Linked DNA regions of Mus musculus: region 1 is linked to region 2. Evidence: chromatin contacts called from public HiChIP or PLAC-seq data. All regions are on one chromosome and are shown on one strand. The core of a region is the stretch at or near the end of the contact, and the rest is flanking DNA. Distances in the headings are between cores, read along the strand shown. Region 1 has its middle 32 kb from the start of 2210406O10Rik. Region 2 holds the start of Sorcs2 (sortilin-related VPS10 domain containing receptor 2).

The links. HiChIP or PLAC-seq counts read pairs in DNA pulled down with a chosen protein or histone mark.
Region 1: a contact with region 2 is called in an H3K27ac HiChIP or PLAC-seq map of large pre-B cells, with 2.0 times the contacts expected there. The contact joins the enhancer-like site here to the promoter of Sorcs2 in region 2. A contact is called at or near these places in 1 of 39 promoter capture datasets (pre-B cells), 13 of 484 Hi-C or Micro-C datasets (B cells, the C2C12 cell line, cerebral cortex and 7 more), 3 of 115 datasets of contacts at active chromatin or transcription factors (double positive thymocytes, embryonic stem cells and large pre-B cells) and 1 of 9 other capture datasets (liver).

What each region holds. Positions count from the first base shown.
Region 1 is chr5:36,429,611-36,436,000 of GRCm38.p6, forward strand. No RefSeq gene overlaps it. Among named protein-coding and RNA genes, the nearest start is that of 2210406O10Rik, 32 kb to the right of the region's middle. Within about 2 kb of position 4,696, at least 15 of the 459 cell types and tissues checked have an H3K27ac peak or open chromatin away from gene starts, as enhancers often do.
Region 2 is chr5:36,392,739-36,399,509 of GRCm38.p6, forward strand. It overlaps Sorcs2 (sortilin-related VPS10 domain containing receptor 2), which reads right to left and starts at 5,401. Exons shown (of 27, transcript NM_030889.2): 1 at 4,828-5,401. The coding sequence starts at 5,307.

The DNA.
Region 1 (6,390 bases), core at 3,446-5,945, 36 kb after region 2:
GCTAACAGAGCTCCGTGGGGCAATCGGTCTCTCCTCTCTTTAGGCTGTTGACTGAGCTCCACTCAGGGTAGAAGAGCTTCTACTCAAATGAAGGCTCCGGAGAGTCAGAGCAAGATGTGGGAAGGAGCTGTCTGGAGTTGGAATCTGCAGGAAACCTTCTCCCTGAGGGACAGCAGGGTTGGCTGCCAAGACCTGCCTACCTCCTACAGAACATGGCCAAAAGAGTGTTCTCTGTCTGTTTCTGTCTGTCTCTGCCTTTATCTCTGTGTCTGCCTTTATCTCAGTCTCTGCCATTCTCTGTCTCTGTCTCTGTCTCTGTCTCTGTCTCTTGGCATAACAGACCCTAAAGCTCAATAGCAACTACACACTGCCTACCAAAACCTTGCAACAGATTGTGAGTCCCCTCAGACATTCAAAGCCCATTTTACAGATAGGTAAACAAAGACAGGGAGATAAAGAAAGGTTCCTGGTGTCATAGCCAGCACACACAGGTGTCAGGGCTCCCCCTGGCCCTCTGTTGGCCTTTCACAGAGAAAGATAGCCCCTCCCCCTGAGAATGACATTCCCTTTTCCCATTCACTACCTGGGACTCACATCTGCACAGCAGGGATCTGAACAGGGCTGGGGAGGAAGCAACATCTTGCCATTGACCCCAGCCTCCTCCCTGGGATGAGACACCGATATTAGCTATGGAAACATGTCGGCTCTCCCTGCCACGAGCTGAGACCTGACAACAGTCTTGTCAACCCTTGCTGTAGGCTTTTTATTTGAATTTTTTTTTTTTTTGCACCTGTATGATACGTGTGCACATCTCCCCTTTGTGTTCTTACCATAATTATCTCCCTAAATTAGAGTTTTCATCACTGCCATTTTTTTATGAAAACAAAGCCTCTTTTAGCATGCAGCTATGAGAATATACTCGCCACACCCACCCCAGTAAACACCCTCCCGATGCTCTTTCTTTACCCAGCTCCCGCAGCAGCAGCTCCTTCAGAGAGCTCTAGAATACAGCTGAAGGGACTCTGGCCAGCCCTAGCATAGCCAACATGGCTCTTGCAGGCCTCACCCTTCTCCCCCATCCCCCTGCCTTTCTAAAACCCAGTAGATTGCATTCCTAAAGCTGGCCCCCACGGTCTATTCCTTTATATGGCTGCTTCCTTCTCCTGAGGCCAACTACTAAGGTCCAGCTATCAAAGTATTGAAGTTCAACAATTAAAAGTCCTCTTTGGGCCACCTAATTAACATGTTCAATTAAAATTAAACACCTCTTCCTAACACAGGGCTTCCCCTGTTACCTTTATAAACTTCCATTTGTCTATGGGCCACATCTGTCTCCTCGTTATCTAGAGGCAGTCCTTTGTCCTCTGGGAGAAATATCCCTGCCCCCTTTCTCCCTCCTCCTCTATCTCTTATATTTGTCCCTTATTCTCTGCCCTCTGTCCCTCTGGGGCAAATAAATCTCCTTTGTGCTGAGAACTTGGTCTTGAGTGTCCTGAGCCAATACTTTGCCTTTCAATAGCTGCCTAAATGCCGCTGGTGGCCTCTGTGGCTCTTGGCCCCCAAGGGTGGTATTTCATAGTTCCTCCCAGTCTTGCCTTTAATGTCTGGAATTTTTCCCTTGACCCTGGTTCCCAAGGGCTGACCCCGACAGAGCTGTGCACTCAACCCACGCATTCATCAGCACAAACTCATTCCCCAGGTGTGTTATGTGGGTGCACATGTGAGTGTGTGGTTACTCTCCTGTGCACGTGGACATCAGATGCGTTTTCCTCCGTCATTCTTCACCTTACTTTTTTCCATTTGTATTTCATGTGTGTGGGTGCTTTGCCGATGAATCTCTGGGTGCCATGTGCACGCAATGACCGTGAAAGCCAGGAGAGGGCTTCAGATCCCCCCAGGAACTGGAACAATAGACAGTTGTGTGCCAGCATGTGGATGTGGGGAACTGAGCCCAGGTCCTTGGGAAGAGCAGCTGGCACTCTTAACCAGTGAGCCATCTCTCCAGCCCATACTCTATATTTTTTGATCCAGGGTCTCCCACTGAACCAGGAGTTCACAGATTAAGCTAGCCTGACTGACCAGCAACCTTCAGGGATCCTCAGGTCTCACCTCAGGTTTGAGATTACAGCAGTGGGCTGCCGGACCCAGCCTTCTGTGGATGCTGGACATGGGGTCTCAGCCTGATGAGTGGCAGACCAGTGAACCAACCTGGCAGCCCCAGCTTTTCTTTTTCTTTCCTTCAATGAAGAGCAGCATAGGTTCCACCCTCCCTAGCCCCTCCCCCGCCCTCCTCCAGTCACCAATGCAGTGTGCCTGCTGGACAGCTCCCCTGTGACCTCACTCTCCCTTCTTAGGACTCCATAAAGAATGCAGAGGATGACTCTGAATTTTCAAAATGCATCTGAACATATAAAACAGAGTTTTACCATACACACCTTTCCCCAAAATTTCATTAATTCAAACTAAAATAACAAAGGGAAACAAAATGGAAGACCCCTTTTCTGAGGCCTGTAAATGGCTTTTCCAGGATATATTACAGATCTGCCAGCTTCCTGTACTTTCCCACTTTCTCTTCTAGAAAATGAAGTTCAACATGGAGCAGAGAAAAGCCTGTATATTTTTAAACTTTTTATTGATTCTTTTTTACATCATGCACCCTAATCCCTCTCATCTCCCATCCCCCACATATTCATCCTCTGCCCTTGTAACCTTCCCCCAAAATAAAATATAATAATAATAATAATAATAGGAAGAAATAAATATCTCACTGGGGAAGTTGTAGTGTGTCACAGTGTATCCGACAGTGTATCCGACAGTGTATCCTACAGTGTATCCCACACTGTATCCCACACTGTATCCTTTGGCCCAAACATCTTTACTTGCAGATGCTCATTGAAATGAGCAGTTGGTGTGGTTTGAGGCCTCTGGCTTCTGCTACATTATCAGTACTGGATCCTCACTGAAACTCCTCTTGGATACTCTGTTGCTGCCTTGTGTCCCGGCAATCCTGCAGCTTTGGTTCTGCAGAACGAGCCCCTTCACATGTTCTAGTAGCTCATAGATGGGGTAGACATTGGGGTGGGCCAGCTCCGAGCTCTGGCTCTGGGCCTGTGGTAGCTGGGTTGGTCAGCCCCGCCAGCTCTCCCACGTTCATACCCTCAGGACTGGCTCTCCTGTGCCCACGGCACCAGGGTCAGCTCTACTGTGCTACAGACAGTGAGGGGTGAGGCAGGAAAAGCGTATTTAAAAAAAAAAAACACACATAGAATCTCAGGTTAATGAAAATGCTACCTGTTGCAACTATTTCCCACTCTAGAACACTGGTATAACTTTGGATCCATCTGTTTTCTGTTGCTATAACAAAATGCCCCTGGCTAAATTAGACATAAGCAAAGAAGGTTTGTTTAGGAAAGCCCAAGGTTAAGTGGCTTTGACTTCTGGTGGCAACCTCATAGTAGATGGAACATGGCAGGTGCTTGTGCAGGAAAGAGAGTGTTCATAGTGGAACAGAGAGCCAGAGAACAGAGAGGGGCTGGCCTTCTTTCAAGGGCCCATCAGAACTACATTCATCTCTTCCAGGAGAACACCCCCAGTGAACATCCTGCCACAGTTGGATCCTCTTAATGGTCACCACACTGAGGAGTGAGCTCCCAGCAAGTAAGGTAAGTCACTGGGGAACAAATTGCAACCATATCATAGCCAATATTAATAGAACGGCAAAGCATAGCCCAACTCACACATGGACAAAGGCTCCAGCAAGCAGAACTCAGCTTTGTACAAGTGCCTGATGTCCAAGCATCCTCAGAATGCAAGGATGCTCACATCCAAAGGGAGCACACAGATGCTAGCACCGACCCACATGATCACTTGGTGGAAACGTTAGAAGCTTCTATCTATCAAGGACCAAGGCAAGAAGTCCACAAGCTAGCTAGATCTTACACTATTCTAGAAGTCCCAGCAACCCTAATAGCTGTGCCCACACCCAGACACTATGCAATCCTGTTCTGTCCCCTACAGGTAAATGACAGTAAGAAGGGATTCTGACAGACATCACTGACCTGACACCTACTCAGCAATGAGCACTGCTCTGTGCAGGCATGGGGCTTCACTGGAGACAAACACAGAAGGAGGCTCTGTCCCTAATCCTTGCCCCCAGAGCCCTCAAGGCAGATAGACACTTTTCCAACCAGTTCTCACCTGCCTCCCATATACCGCCACACCCAACCCCCAAACTGCTGCAAGGCAAGGGCTCCAATCCCCACTTCATTGACTAGGAAACAAGTTCAAAGTGGCTGTGACACTCACCAGAGTGACTGCTAATGAAGTGACTGAGTCAAGATTTGAAGCCACAGCTCATGCTCACCACTAAAATGTCCTCTAGCTGCTCCGGGGACAGAGAGAGACACTAAGGGTTCCTGAATACAGGGGCAGAGTGTGTGTGTGTGTGTGTGTGTGTGTGTGTGTGTGTGTGTGTGTGAGAGAGAGAGAGAGAGAGAGAGAGAGAGAGAGAGAGAGAGAGAGAGAGAGACTTGGATGATCTGGAAAGGGCTGAGTGGAGAGGAGATTAGACCAGAAGTGGAAACCTGGTCATGATCTTGTCGCACGGGCATAAGGAGAGGTGAGGGATAGCAGGACATGCCCCCATGAGAACTGTAAGTCTATGGCAAAAAGGAGGTTCCTGCCTTCTGCAATGGTCCAGTGGATTCCCCAGCTCTGCTGTCAGGCCTGGCAAACTCCTCCCAGCTCCCCTCTGTCCTCAGAGCAGACCAGGTGAGCAATCCCAGGGGCTCCACCCAGGCAGCTCTCCCAGGCCTCTTGCTAAGCAACCCCAGGAGTCTGCCTCTAAGTCCATCTTCTGTACCTTCTCTGGGTAAGTCGTCTGTGTTGGGGTTCTGGGTTGAGGCTGGCTGTATCGGGGTCCTGATGTCTTACCTACAGAATGAGAACACAGAGGGGAGACCTTTCCTCCTCACTTAGAGGGAGCACAGGCTGTGCTGGGGACAACAGGACTGCGTGCGGCAGCCACGCTGGCTGGCAGAGGCACAGCTGGGCCTGCGAAAAGAAAAACATGAGATTCATATTAATTTTCTGTTTAGCAGAATTTGAATTTCAAATGAAGTCCTGTGTTGGTTCAGACTGACTGCAGACTGTCTCCTAGGGCTGTCAATCAATGCCAGCTGCATTGGCCCCCAGGGGACCGGCTGCACAAGCCAGTGCACAAAGACCGTTGTAGGCTTTGTGCTAAGGTGGGAAGGCAGGTATAACCAGACCCTGTGTTTGGGGTTGGGAGGTCGCAAACCCCATCCCTGTGTTTCTGCACTAGCTTTCTCCCAAAATATCTACCTGGGGAGCCCCACTGGTTGAGAGGTCCCCGTTCATTTTGCTCAACTCTGTAGCCTGCTCTTTGTCATGTGAAAACTAAGGTAAGACCATACTCTCAAGCATTCCTGGCTTTACATGCCCACCCAGAGTCAGCCCTGGGCCCCTCAGCTTGGCATTGAACCCATTGCCACTGCCTGCAATGTCAGTCTTTGAGTGCCGCAGAGCCAAGGAAGTGATGTGGGACTCTCCAAGGGGGCCAGGGTGCATTCTCCATGCCAGCCTAGTGGGCCATCCCATACCCGTTAGGCTCTGCTTGTGCAGGTGCCTGCAGAGAAGGTCCCAAGCTCAATGGGAGGCAGCGAAGGTGAGGCACTGGTGAGTGAGCGCTGCTCTGAGCATTGGATGCTGGCAGTGACACCCAGGGACACTGACTGGCCTTGTTCCTACTCCTGCAGCTGTCAGTCTCAACCTGGACCCAAACCCTGGCTATCTGGTTCTTCTCCAAGCCACAGGCTGCCCCTCACCAAGGAGACAGGGAGGAGAGCTGTAGTGACTGGGATGGCTCTTGGGTTGAGCCCCAGAGGAAGGACAGGAGCTGTGTTTCACATCCAGCCAGAGCAGCAAAGAGGATCTATCTTGAGTCCCTCGCTATGGGATTTTAGAATGTCATCCACAAGGCCTGTCCACAGCACTCCATAAATGCTTGTAACAAAAGGAATTCTGGGCAGGGCATGGAGGATGTTCAGGGTGCAGACTATTCTGCATGAAAGACAGTGGAGAGGCAGGGTCAGCAGGCAGTAGAGCCATGACCTTGAGGTCAATTAATAACAATTCTACTTCACTGTAGAGCACGAGGAGGTCATGCTGAGGGAATGACATTGGGAAGGATGTGTGTATCTGTGCATGTGTGTGTGACTGTGTGCATTTATGTGTGTATGTGTGTGTATATATATGCAAGTATGTGTGAATGTGTGTGAATGTATATGAGTTTATGTTTGTGTGAGTGTATGTATGAGTGTGTATGTTTGTATGAGTATGTGTATGTGTGTGTGAGTGTGTTTGTGTATG
Region 2 (6,771 bases), core at 4,151-6,650:
CCTCCATAGACTGTGCTACGGTACACTGCTCTCTGGCCGCCACCTGTCCACTGCACAGGCAGCGCTGTCTTTCTACTCATTCTTCATCCAGACACTAGCCTCAAGGTCCTGACGGGCTTGCCCACCAGTGGCAGGCACCTGACAGCCCCTGTGACAGGCACTCAGCATGAGCCGCCGCATCCTTGGTCTCTGTCTCACTTGGGTGGCCACCGGATGTTTCGGTGGTAGTAGCTGCAAGGACAAGTGCTCGGTGCCTACAAGCTGCCAGTCTCAGCTCCCACTGGAAGCCAGACCTCCGCTCCAGCCATAGAACAAAGGGAGACTGGCTCTCAGGAGCCCTGAACTCAGGAAGCCGCAGTGCCCAGGAGCCGCTGAGACACTTCTAATGCAAAACCGTAAAGCCACAAACACCACAACACCACAGCTATAGGAAGCAGGGCTGTCAGTCAGCTTTGTGCCAGGCATGGACCCATTCACTTCAGATCTCAGAAGGTCTCAGTAGGTAGAGACTGACTTGCCGCCTCAGAGCCCAGCACTGAAGAAGGCAAGAAGCTGGCACAGCAGGCTATTCCTCCTAACCTGGGCACCTCCAGTATAGAGTCCCACAAGCTTCAACCCTGTACTTCTTCTGTGACCTTTCTGGCCACGCCCGAGCTGGATGCCAAGCTAACCTCTAGCTATGCATCATGCTGTGGTCTATGCATTTCACTTAGAAAATCTGGCCCTTGTACAACCAACCTATGAGCCTGCAAGTCCCCCTCCCACAGCAAGGACAGAGGCCCCAGAGCATCTCCTCCATTCATCTTAGGACTCAAAGCCAGAGGGGAGATCCTGAGACAAACCCAGGCCAGCAGGCTCGGAAGCCAAAATATTCACCACCCCGACCCTGACATGGGCTCTTCAGCCACACATTTGGGGACCATGCGCAATCTTTTTCCCTCCCAGCTTCTTGCTCAGGCTTCTGCTCCCACACAATGTATTTGGTGTCTCTGTGTGGCACCTGTGACCTTCAAATTCTTACCTAACAGGACTCGCTCAAACTGTCCAGCTTGAACACCCTCCTTCTCTCCTCTACTCGCTACTCATCCTTTGAGCCAGCCCTGAGGCCGCCTCTGCTATGCTGTCCTCCCTGATGACGTCCTTCCCATCAGGTGACTGTGAGCTCCAGGTGCTTGCTCAGAGGACGACAAGTGAGACCCGCTCCCTGCTCTTGGGAGCAGAACTGTTTCAGCCCCCCCCCCCAAGGTCCATAAATTGAAGCCCAGGACTTGCAAATGAGTGAATCAGAAGTAGGACTTCTAACTGTGATTCCATTATACTGAGCTTGTCAAGATGGCCTTAACCCAGTGGTTCTGGTGTCCCAATAGGAAGGAGAGAGCTCACGTTCCAGGTGCAAACAAAGGGTCAAAGGGACACTGCTGTCTAGGACCCACATTGCCATAGTCCTTTGCCACAAAAGCCAGAGCAAACTAATGCACCTGCCCTCAAGGAACCTGGCCTGCAACAGTTCCCATTCAATTCAGGCAGAGGCCATAATCCCTCTATACAAGAAACTGAGGCTGACAGCCTGCCCTTGGCCTTCCACCACAGAGAACCCACCTTCTGACCTGCACTGGGCTCTCTGCATTTATATAACACGACACAGGGTAGGGAGTCCAGCCAGATGCCTAGAGCGGAGTATGCTCAATCTGCCCAGAACTATCTAGGAACAGCCACCAGCACTTCCGGAGACACAGCACAGGCTAGAAAAAAGTCACCGGTCAGCCTGAGGAGCAGAGATGAGACCTGGATGTAGAAAGTTTGAACCCAAGTTAAACCATGAGTTGTATTCAAGTGTTATACAGAAAGGAGCCCAGGTGAGCATACTTAAAATAAGCCCCAACGGCAAGTAATTTCCCCCAAAACAGTTCCTCACATTCCTACCAGGCTAACAAGAAATTGCCACCCCTCAGATGGAGCCCAGCACAGAAGTCTGTTTCCCACCTTCGTATGTCCTCTCTGCCTCCAAGGGCAGTATGGAGACCCAGAGCCCTGTGTGCACAGCCCAACCCAGGCCCATCAAAAGGCAACCCTGGTGGGTTTCCAAGAAGGATTCATCTCACTTGTAACAATGTGTTGGCACAGCGAAACGTCAGCTGGAGAGGCCCTGTTTGAACTTCCAAGTGAGTCCTCTTCCCTATCTCCATGGGAGCGGGAAAGAATGGAGCCTTCACAGGGAAAACTCACATATGTTCCCAGAGCTGGAGTGACAGAGACTGTCTGGGAACCAGCTTGAGTCCCGCCATCCCTCAGCCCATCCCTTAGCGGGATGCTTGGGATGCTCACTAATGTCTTTCAGAGAGTCTGTGCCCCTCCCCCAGCCCCCCTCCCCTAGCGGTCTTGTTTGGAAAAGCACCTGATGTTATAAAGCAAACACTCTGCTGTGGACCGCATCTGCAGAGGGCAGAGGCAAGCAGCAGAAAGGCAACCCCATAAAGACAGCACTCACAGAGTCCCTCAGTCTACTCTGGTCTCATCCAAGCTTGCCGAGGTGGTGCTTCAAGCAAGAGGTACAGCCAACTGCCAAGTGCTGGCTCTCATCTTTGTCCCTGTGGCTGCACACTGAGCACGGAGGGGGAGCAGCGCACTTCCAAGACACTTCATGTGCCAAGAATGTGCTGTGCACACCAGATCTAAGAGAACTGTGTTTAAAGGAACCGGTTTCCTGAGGCAGCCCTCACCCATCTTTTTCTACTCCTGGGTTTTCTCAGACAAGGTAAACCTATGAGTGCATCCCCAGCCATGGGCTGTCCGTCAGGGTTTCTGGAGAGAATCTTCTGCAAGGTCCATGAGAGAAGGGAGAAGACAGAAGACAGAAGTCAGAGAGATAACCGGGTAGTGTTTCCGTGCTGCCCCTCACATTCATCACAAGCTAGGTGCCACCTAAGTGCCAGGCTGGGCCCAGGTGTCCACATCTTATGCCTGCCCCCATGTGATAACGGCTGCAGAAGAGGGTCCCTCAGAGCTCAGCCAGTCATTCTCCATCCTCAACTCTCCAAGGTGCCTATTCAAGGGGCAGGCTATAATCTCATAGGGGGTTCAGCTGGACAGCAAACAGCCCATACTAGAGGCAGCTGGTCTCTTTTCCTATAGATCCATCACCCCCACCTGGTGTCTCACTCTCTTTCATACCATGAAGCTAAGTGACAAAGTGACAAGATAGTTGAATTAACCACTTCAGCACCTCAGATCCAGATCTCAGTGTGTTTCTGTCCCTTTCAGTTCTTGCATTCTGGGCTACTTACTATTCAGTCCTCAAGAATGGCCAATGGCCCAGGGGTCCCGGTTTATCATTGGGTGCTAGCCAGCACTAAAAGGCTGGGACCAGCGGAATACCTAGAGGCGGAGGGCTTGGTCAAGGTGCAGTTGAGGACATCAGGGCACCTCAACTCCCTTCTTGGGAGGAACACCCAAGTACTCTGTTCAGCACCCTGACTGCCCCCTGCTGGCCAGATGCATCCACAGCACCAGCTCTGCCCTCTGAGGGCTGCTAGTCTTCCTGGAGATGCCATTAGCTTAGGGACCAGTGAAGACACCTGCACCCTGGACAAAGCCAGCCAGTAGGGAAGGGGCTGGCAGGACTGGAGTTTAGGCCAGCCAAGGCTACATGGTGGTCCCTTCCCTAGTACAAATGGAAGCCTCCAAGCAGTCACCGAGAGTGCGAGGAGAGGAGACGGGGAGGGGGGGGGGTGTTTTAAAAGTGTCTGCAGCTTCATTATGTCCACCTGATAACCCAAAGAGAAGACCCGCTCACTCCACTTCCCAGTGCATGCAGGGACTCTGGCCCTATGCAGTCTCCTAAAAAACTTGGAAGACAAGGAAAAGAGGTGGAGTCACCTCCTGAGGGGTGGGGTGGGGGAGGAGTGGAGAGTCTGTGTGGACTGTGGTACAGGCAGTGAGGAGGGATTCCTGGCTCTCTCTCTTCATGAAAACACACTTCCCTGGAGAGCAAAGGCTTGCAAACCTGGAGTGCACACACCTGAGATTCCCCAGAGGGGACAGAGTGACTCTGACCTTTAACAAGGAAAAACAAACCCCTTGAGGTGCACTACCAAAAAAAGGAACGGGGAGTGGCTGGATCCTAAATCTGGAAGAGCAGGAGCGGGATGGACGCTGGAGCTCTCCGGGCAGAGGGAGAGGCATGGGAGAAAGGGAGGGAGGGAGTTGGCGCACTGCTCTAAAGACCACAGAACGTTAAATACTATTAAACACCCCATGGTCCACTCGGACCAAAGACAGCTGTGGGGCACACTAGGAGGAGCAATCCTAGAATTAAGAACCTTCGAACAGGACATGGAACTGTCAGGGATATCATGGACCCTGAGGTCAGCATAAATGAAGTAGTAAGGACGCCAGAGGTGGCAATTCCAGAGGTGTTCTCTGGAGCTGCTGAGTGCAGTGCAGTGTGTGGGCGACCCACCCACTGTCCACGCGGCGCAGAGCTGGGTAGCCCTCAAGGACCTGGAGTTGTCCCATGCTGCCCAGATCCTGACGACTCTAGGGACCTTCCCTGTAGCCCAGATCTAGAGGCTAGGGGTGTTTCTGGTCTCCAGATCTTCGGAAAAACCTTCTGAGCGAGACAGAATCTCACAAATTCGAGGACCCTTCCAAAAGTAACCCATAACCAGAAGCCAGTAGGGGCGCCGCCGAGGTGACCCGCGTCCCCCAAGTAGCCAAGAATGCCCAGCAGAGTGACCGCGGGTGGTCCGGAAGTAGGGGGCTGTGGTGGTCTCCCTGGGTATCCCGAGGTGTCCGGGCAGGGCCGGGGTGAGTGCGGAGGTCACTTACGCTGCTGTTCTCTCCTGTCCAGTGTACCATCGCCTGGTTGTGCGTCGCGTCTCCCTTGAGCACGAACGACGTGCTGATGAGCGAGACCTGTGCGCGCGAAGCCGAAGCCGCACCGGCCACCGGCACCGCCCGAGCCCTGCGCCCCTTGCCCGGAGCTGGGGCGCCATCGGTGCTGGGACCCGAAGCAGAACCCGGACCGAGACCCGGGACGCTGGGTTCTGATTCTCGTGCCTGTGGATCTTTGCGATCGCCGGACTCCGTGCGTCCCGCGGGCAGCAGCCTAGTGATCTGCACACCGGGACCCTGGCGCCCGGGCTGGGGGGAGCGCCCCATCGCTCCGCAGGCAGCCACCAGCACCAGCAGCAGCAGCAGCAGCGGCCACGAACGTGGCCAGCACGGCGGCAGCAGAGCCTGAAAGCTCCGGTCCGGCGCAGTAGGGCCAGGACGCTTCGGGGCGCTCGGGGGTCCCCGGTGCGCCATGGTCGCTGGTAGGTAACGGCGGGGCGGTGCGGACGACACCGCGGCCGGGAGAGCGGGAGGGCGCTGGGAGCTTGAGCAAGAGCGCAGAGAAAGGAGCCGGGAGGGAGGGAGCGCGGGAGGAGGGGACTCAACGCCGCCACGCAGCCAAGGGAGCACCGCCACCTGCCGGCCGCGCGCAAGCCACCGCAGCTCTGGGCTGGGCCAGGCCGGGCCAGGATGTCCTGAGTGCAGTCACACCTCCAAGACCCCTTCCTTCTTTCCTTCCTTCCTTCCTTCCTTCCTTCCTTCCTTCCTTCCTTCCTTCCTTCCTTCCTTCCTTCCTTCCTTCCTTCCTTCCCAGTGACTCCTAACTTTATCCTCGCTCCTCTTCTCCCACCCACTTTTCATCCTCCCTGACTTTCTCGAGGCGTCTACACTTGACCAGCCGGAGTTCCAGGCACTTGGGGCACAACAGGGTGCAACAAAGGGAAACAGGCCACACCCAAGTAGCCCGCTTAGAGGCCAAACAACTCCAGAGTAGCCGTTCTGCGGAGGTGGGGAGGGCGCCTCCTCCGGGCGCTGCTGGAGAGAGTCAAGGGGACGCCTGCGAATCATGAAAACCTGAAAGATGTTCCAGGCAGCTGAGGATAGTGCAGGAACCTTGGGGTGTCGCCCAAAACCAATTTAGTCCCTCAGACTCTGGCTTTATCTCCCACCTCCAGGGGGAGCCCCTGAACATATTACACCTGAGTAGCGGTAGCAAGGAGAGAAGAACAGAGAGGCAAGGTCCCAGCCAGAAGGTGTAGGCCAGCACAGAACATGAGGAAACTAGCCCCAGAGCTCACCAAGTCTTTAATTCAATGTCAATAAAAGCAGCCATTATTACCAGCCCCTCTGCCATCCAGAACACAAAGCAGGTGCCTGCCCAAATAAGGCCAAGAGTGCAGTTGAGCTTTGTCCCCTCGGCATCCTCTCAGGAGCAGGGTCTAGGAGACAGGGAGACTTGGAGACCAACACTGAAAGGCCCCGCTGCCTGCTGGGTCTCTTCACTCCAGGGAACAGAGTAGAGCAAAGAACAAAGTATCCAGCAACAACAGCTGAACTTGCTCCCAAGGTTGAACTCCAGTGCCCCCTCCAGGAATTTCTGTTCAGCACAAGTCATTTTGCCAGGGCTCCGCTGTGCCAAGCACTGAGCAGGACTAGAGCGCCTGCCCCTGCCCCGTGTCCAAGAAGGCCTCCTCCTGTGGAATGTGCCCAGGCTGCACCCTGATGTAAACTTCCAACCCAAAAAATTCAGGAGCTGAAGTCCAAAGCCAGGCAAGGGCGCACAGCTGTGGCGACATTTGGTCTAGCAAAGAAAGGGCAGCGAAGCCTGTCAGTGTGGGGCTGAAGGGGGTGGGGAAGGAGAGGAACCGAGAAGATAATGTGACCAACTCCCATGTGCCTTTTCCAGATCTGGGGAGTGGGGGTGGGGTGAAGGGGCTT